Regions from separate parts of the Sus scrofa genome. Here region 1 is linked to region 2. Evidence: chromatin contacts called from public promoter capture Hi-C data. All regions are on one chromosome and are shown on one strand. The core of a region is the stretch at or near the end of the contact, and the rest is flanking DNA. Distances in the headings are between cores, read along the strand shown.

Region 1 (3,570 bases), core at 1,043-3,542, 550 kb after region 2:
AATGTTGAGTGCTTCTGATAGGGACTAGATAGCACCCTCCTTAGTTCAACTAAAACATCAATTCAGTTGGGTTGTGGTAAGGATCTTAACGTTTGACTGGAACTTTGCTGCAAAACATTTACTTCCCAGCATTTTATTCCAACCACTTTTTTTTTTTTTTTTTTAAGGGCAGCACCTGAGGCATGTGTAAGATCCCAGGCTAGAGGTCGAATTGGAGCTGCAGCTGCCAGCCTACACCACAGCCACATGGGATCTGAGCCGCGTCTGCTACCTACACCACAGCTCACAGGAACACCGGATCCTTAACCCACTGAGTGAGGCCAGGGATCAAAGGTGCATCCTCATGCATGCTGGTCAGGTTCATAACTCGATGAGCCACAGTGCGGACTCCTATTCCAGCTACTTTAAAAATCCACTTGCCATCAATGGTAGTATCATGACTGATGGTGAGCAGAGGAGGTAGCTCAACAAATTGGTAAGAGGACAGGAGAAAGCTGTCTTGGAGTGAAACAGAACTGTGGAGCATTTGTAGTATGGGAAATCCTCATCAAGGCAATTCAGAGATTTTCAAGAATGTCATCTCACTTAAACTTGGTTGATTCGTAATAAAATCACACACAGAGGGCAGTTCTTCCTCAGCTGAAAGGTGAAGCAAAAGGCTGAGGTTTGGAGGACAGCTAAGTCATGGGAAATCAAGCAGGCACAGGACGAGCAAGGAATAGTGTCCCCACACTTGCAGCTTCAGAACTCAGATATTTCTTTTTTTTTTTTTTGGCTTTTTGTTATTTCTTTGGGCCGCTCCCGCGGCATATGGAGGTTCCCAAGCTAGGGGTCTAATCGGAGCTGTAGCCACTGGCCTATGCCAGAGCCACAGCAACGCGGGATCCGAGCCGCGTCTGCAACCTACACCACAGCTCACGGCAACGCCGGATCCTTAACCCACTGAGCAAGGGCAGGGACCGAACCCGCAACCTCATGGTTCCTAGTCGGATTCGTTAACCTCTGCACCACGACGGGAACTCCAGAACTCAGATATTTCTGATAGAGAAAAATGTCTTTTTTTCTTTTCTTTTCTTTCAAGGATTAAAGGTAGCTGGCCAGCCTTTCCTAATTTTTAGTTGGAACTTCACAGCAAGGCCAGAGTTGCTCTTAGGTTTTCCCAGTATGGCTAGAGTAGGGCAATTATTTCAGAAGCTCGAGCTAATGCAGAGAAGAGATCTGTCAGCTAGCTACATTCTATTAACCCTAGGTCAATATGGTGAAAATGTAACCATTCAGCAACTTCTTCACCTGGAGCCCATTCCCAATCTAAAGGGAAGTCCAGAAATTGTATGCACATTTTGCTAAGGAAAGGCTTTCATTAGTTTGTCTCAGGGCTTATAACTAAAAAAAGGCGATCTTTTAGGGCTGTACACACATTTTCTCTGGTACACGGTTGTGCCTTTATAGAAAAGGTACCTTCCAGGGTGAAACATTTCTATTCCTTCAAGTACCCGAGAGCTTATGGATGAGGGTTTAAGGGGAATCCAAGTGTCCACCCCACGTGTTACGTCTCACAACAGCACAGGCCTCAAACTATACATATGTCCAAAGGGACTGCTTTTGCATTCACCCCCTTGGAGGTGCTGCGTGTAAAAGCCACGGTAGTCTGGAGTGCTTGAGTCCAGTCCCAACCAGGCCACTAACTGGCTGAGTAACCTTGGACAAGTCGCATACCCTCTCTGGCCTTCAGTTTCCACATCTGCAAACTGGAAGTTGAACGGCATGGTCTTCAAGGTCCTTCCCAACCAAGAGTCTGGTACCAAGTAGGCCTAGCCATTAAAGCAGCTTCCTGTGGGTGCGGTGCAGTTTTAACGGTCCCCCCTCCCCCGCTCGAGCCCGCGAAACCCTCTTTAACACGCCCCTCCGAGTGACGGCGCTTCCCAACCTCAACCCGGACACGGCTCCGCCCCTTCCCGGGGGCGTCCCATCGTGCCCCGCGCTGGGCTTCTAAAGCAGTGGGGCACCTCCCGCCTTTCCGCGGCCCCGACCCCGAACTCTTCTCCCCAGTTCTCCCGGGTGCCCTATCCTATCAACGTCTAATAGCCCAGCCAATCACGCGGGCCTACAGTCTTACCTTCGGTCCACCCTCCTCTCGGCGCCCAGCCGGCCTGAGCTGAAGGCCTTTACCAGGCCAACCCAATCAGCGGCCGGCTCTGGCCTGCCCCACCCCAACCTCCCTCCCCTCGGCCAATCCACGCGCTCCATCCCACTGCCCGCCCAGCCAACCCGGGCCTTGAAACCAGCCGGCGAATGGGCGCAGGGCGGCCCTTCAATGCTAACCGCCTGGCCAATTGGGGATTCCGCGTGGCCACGGCAGTGGCCAATCGACATGGAGCGCGGTGCCGCCGCGGAGAGGTCCGGCCCGAATATCCCTCCGCCTTCCTCCCTCCCTCTCTCTCCCTCCCTGCGAGCCGCCGTTCACTTACCGCCTCCCTTCCCTTCTTTCTCCCTCCGCCACCCGAGCACCAGCCGCGCTCAAAGCTGCCCCCGGGGTCCCTCCCCCGCCGCCAGAGGAGCAGCTGCTGCCGCCGCCAGCAGCAAATTAGGAGGGAGGAAGGAAGGAAAGGAGGAAGGAAAGGGAGCTGGAGCGACTACCAAGAGGGAGCCAGTGAATGGGATTGTGGTGACCCCCGCCCCCCACCCCACCCTCCCTTCCCACCCGACCCCCAACCCCCATCCCCAGTTGGAGCCGCCGCCCGAGAGGCCGGACAGCAGTCTTAAGAGGAGTCGCCGCCACCACCTCCGCCATGGAGCTGATCACCATCCTCGAGAAGACCGTGTCTCCCGGTAGGACGCGGGGGCCGGGGGTCGGGCTGAGGTGATTGGGTGGGGGGAGGGGAAGCCCTGGCCCCTCTGACCTGTCCCTTTTCCCACTTTCCTTCCCCCCAGATCGGCTGGAACTGGAAGCGGCGCAGAAGTTCCTGGAGCGTGCGGCCGTGGAGAACCTGGTGCGTGCCACCCCGCCGTCCCCCATCCCGCCCGTCTCCCCATCCCCTGCGTGCGGGCCTTCCCGCCCTCCTGGAGGCCCAGGCCTCGGGAACCCACCCCGCCCCATCCCGTCCCCCTCCCCCTCCCCCGGTCCAACCTAACCCCTCCGTCGGGAAGCCGGTGGGTGTGTCCCGCCCCGGGCCCCGGCACCTGGCCAATGGCGCGGCGCGCCGGGGTGACTGCCGCCCAATCGCCGCGCGGCCTGAGGGCGGCGGTGCAGCAGGAGGGAGAAAGAGCGAGGGAAGGGAAGTTAGGTTGCGCGGCGCTGCGTGTTCAGCAAGGGTGGGGGTGGGGGAGCCGGGCCTAGGGGCCATGTGGAAGCTCCGAGCCCCGCTGCCCGTCCAGTTCGGACCCCGGCCTCCTCCTCCTTCCTGTCCTGTGACCCCTATGATTCTCTCCACCTACTTCCCAGAGCCCTACCCATTCCCTTCTCCCTTGGTCTGTGCTCCTGGCCAGGCCTGCACCCAAATCCCTTTTTACCCATTCCGGCAATGTTTTTCCCTTTCTTGACGGGTTATTCCTCTCCAGGGGAATTTTTTC
Region 2 (3,578 bases), core at 805-3,304:
GGAACTGGTCACTCAGGCTGGAAATAAGAAGTTTTTGCAGGTAGTGGGGTTTTCAGTGTGCTCCTTCTATCTTGTAGTTTGCTGGTGGTTGGCACTTAATAACTGTCTAAGGAACAAGTGAAGGGACCTCCAGTGAACATGGTGGGTCCTCTTGGACAGCAGTCCAAGTGAAAAGGCCCCAGTGGGGACTGAGAGGGATGTCAGCCCTCTTCCCTGTAGCAGATATCCTCCCAACCCCATCCCGGTTTGCCCCTGGGTGCTCCCTGTGGCTTGTGGGTGCGACCGAATTCTTCCTGAAAAGCCCCTACATGTTTCTCTTGCCGGCCTGGATCTTCTAGCCGGAAAGGAGCGGCAAATGAGTCCTTGCTGTACTCCTCTTCCCGCAGGGTGAACGAAGAGGATACCTCCCCGGCAGAGTCCAGGATGCCTGCAGCACACTTGCCCCAGGGACCCGTGAGCATGCCCACGCCAAGAGCCCGCTTTCCATGAAGGGTGGCGGACTCCCGGTCTCGGCACCCAAGGACAAGGGAGCAGGTGACCGAATCCTCCCCTGGCCCTGTTCGGGCGGGTTCTCAGACCACCCGCTCTGGGCGGAAATCTCTCCCGTCCTTCCTCTCCCCCCACCCCGCCCCAACTCGCCGGGCGTGGGCCAAAGGCTGAAGCTGGGGTCACTGGGCGGCCAGGGTCCGCAGATTTCCTGGTCGCCAGCCAAAGGGTGAAAGCATTCAGTCCGGAGTCCCCAGCTTTGGATCTGCCTGGGCTGCGAGCGAGGAGGGTAGAAGGAGGAGGCAGGCGGTCCGATGCTTGTTCAAGATTCGTTTCCTAATTTCCTAACTCGAGCCACCCACCGCCAGTGAGCTTAATGGCGCTTCTGGACGGATAATCGAGCTCTTTGTAGCGACTGACATAAAGACCCTCCCTAATAAATTCTGAATAAGGAATAAGCGAATCGACAGTTGTAATGAAGCAGGCCCACTGTAGTCTCCAATAACATAGTACCAATCGGCTTCCCTGGCGCTGGCCTCTGCTGCTGCTCCCAGGTTTTCCAAGCTTCCCCTTCGTTCTCTCCTCCAGGCAGGAGCCACCGGAGACCGGAGCTCGAGCGCGAGGTGGAGCCCGGAGCGACGGTCGGAGTCGGCGAATACCAGCCGCCTTTGCGCTCACCGGGCTCCTCCCGCTGCCAGGGCGAGCGAGGCGCACCAACTATGCAAAGCGAGGAACGCGATCCGCGCGCGGGCGAAAAATGCGGGAATCAGTACCTAGCAGGAAAAAGCGCGGGCCCACTTCCGAGGCCCCGCGCCTCGTTTTCTAGTGCACTCGGATTCGGGCCTCTTGCCTTCAGCCCGTTATCGTGTCCCGGTCCCGGAGCCAGAGCTGTGCAGTCTTCTGTTTATCTCCCGGCCCGGGTTACCTTCCTTTCTTCGTCCAAGCACACCGGGGGCTCCAGCCTCCATCTCAGCAACCCGAGCCCCAGCCGCTAGACGTCCCCCCGCCTGAGGCCTCTGCCTCTGTCCCCGCCTCGTCGGTTTTCTCCCTCGGGGTGGGTCCCGGGCTCAGCGTTTTCGAGCGGGCCATCCGTCGCGGAGGGGACGTAGGGGGTGGGGAGGAGACGGTCGCCCTCACCCATGCAGTTATTAATTTCAAGGGAGTGTCACTTAGAGTGAATGAAAATAATCTGGACGCGTGGCCAGGGGCGTCGTGTCCCCAGCCCGAGCACCGTGCCTTTTGGTCGAGGCCGAGGCGTGGAGGACTGCAGAGCGAGCCACATTTCAGCCCAATCCTCATCTCACCATTTTCCAGGCGCCCCAGCTAGGGGCGAGGATCGCAGGGTCAGAGGGTGGGGGGCACCCACATTTTGAAGGCAGGGGTTGGTTGAGGCGGGTAACACAGAAGAGGAGTCATCCTCCAGGGTCAGGGGCAGATGGGGAAGGCTGAGGTCGTGTCCTAGTTTTGGGGGGCCCGGCACCCGGGGGTGGGGGGGCAGCCGCGGTAGCCTTACCCCCTCCTCCCCGCTCCGCAAACACCCTGAAGGAATGAGGTCACGTGGGTGAGTAGTGGGCGGGACCTACTCTAGTCGGGAGGAAAAAAGCCATTTTGTCTCCCCCCCCTTCCGAGCCCCAGTCCCTCCCCTCCCCCCTCCGTCCCCTCCCCTCCCCTCTCTCCCTCCCACCCCGAGCCGCTTTCACAAACTCCTTTCTTACCGTGTGTTTCTCCCCTCCCGCCGCCCGAGCGAGCGACACGGCTGCGGCCCCCCCTCCCCTCCCTTCCCTCCCTCCCTCCCATCCCCCCCTCCCCGGGACCCACCGGACCCTGAACCCAGGTAAGAGGACGCAGACTCCCCTCTCCTCTCCTTCTTCTCCCCGGTAACCATCTGCGGACTGGGACTCGGGGCCGGTCTCTCCTCCTTTGCAAACCCGGGTGGGGGAGGCTCTGAGCCGGGCCTGGTCTCTGGTCTCCGCCCCACCCCCGCCGGCCCCTCTCCTAGCTCGCCCCGTCCGCCTTTCTTTCTCCCGTTTTTCTCTCCCCTTTTCCTTTTCCTCCCTTCCAAGATGGCCGAAGTGGATTCCCCCTTTTAATGATTTGGCGTCTCCGTCGACCACCACCTCTTTGTGCCGCAGCCCCCCTAGACCCTGCACCCGAGGTAGCGAGGGGAAGGGTCCGAGGCAGCCACAGGGGCTTCGGGGCTCCGCGCTGGGGCGGATCTCAGCCCCTCCAGCCCTCCCCATGAGCCGGAGCAGCCCCTGGCTCTCCCCCACGACCCCTTTCTGGGGAGGGGGCCGTTCTCGGCTTCTTCCGTGGGCGCTGGGGCGTCGTGGACGCGCGAGGACTTGACGCGGGGAAGAAGGGGACGAGCTTTTCGATGGCTGCGGGGCCGGGGGAGGGCGCTCTTCCCCGCGGGGCTTCGGTCCTCTCGGCACCTCCCCCAGCTGGTCCCTTTCCCCCCCCCTCATCCCCGGACTAGGCGCCCCGCCCCCTCCCCCCGAACCACCTCGGAGGAGCCTCTTTCTCCGGAACACCCCTCCTTGGGCCCCGCCGAAAGTTTGGCTCTAGGGAAGGTAGGAGCGGCCACCCAGTAACTGGGGTCCCGGATCCTGTGACTTAGGCTCCTGGGGAAGCCGAGGTGGAGGGGTAGATGGGAGGTGGGGGAGATGTTTTCCATCGCCCGCAGAGGCCAGAGGGGTCTGGCGGACTGGCTCCTCTTCCACGCTGGGGCCCGGCTGCTCCCTCCCCTCCTAGGCCCTCCTGCTTCTAGTTCTGAGGGGCTGGGACCCCTGGGCCAGCAGACACCCCTGCCCCTCCTGTCTCCGCGGGGGGCCCAGGCACGCCTCTCCCCCACCCCCACTGCCCCCGTCTGCCCAGAATTGCTCCGGATGGCTTGAGGTAGGGAAAGAGGGGGGCCTGGGAATGGTGCATTTGCCTGTAAATATTGTGGAAGCGGTTCCTCGCGCTCCGCTCTGGTCTTTGTCTCTCAGAGAACCCCCACCCCCGCCGCGATGCCTCCGTCCCTCCAGGGCTCCGGGTCTGGGGTGGGGTTGGGAAGGGGGGTGTCTCCTGATTGTCTCCCGTTTCTTTCTGAT

Evidence for each region. Promoter capture Hi-C pulls out the DNA fragments that hold promoters and counts their contacts.
Region 1: a promoter capture Hi-C map of liver shows a contact between it and region 2, with 3 times the contacts expected there. The contact joins the promoter of KPNB1 here to the promoter of PCGF2 in region 2. A contact is called at or near these places in 1 of 5 promoter capture datasets (liver) and 1 of 2 datasets of contacts at active chromatin or transcription factors (alveolar macrophages).

The regions. Positions count from the first base shown.
Region 1 is chr12:23,913,491-23,917,060 of Sscrofa11.1, forward strand. It overlaps KPNB1 (importin subunit beta-1), which reads left to right and starts at 2,293. Exons shown (of 22, transcript XM_003131528.6): 1 at 2,293-2,829; 2 at 2,932-2,990. The coding sequence starts at 2,790.
Region 2 is chr12:23,360,577-23,364,154 of Sscrofa11.1, forward strand. PCGF2 (polycomb group RING finger protein 2) reads left to right here and starts at 2,055. Exons shown (of 10, transcript XM_021067066.1): 1 at 2,055-2,320.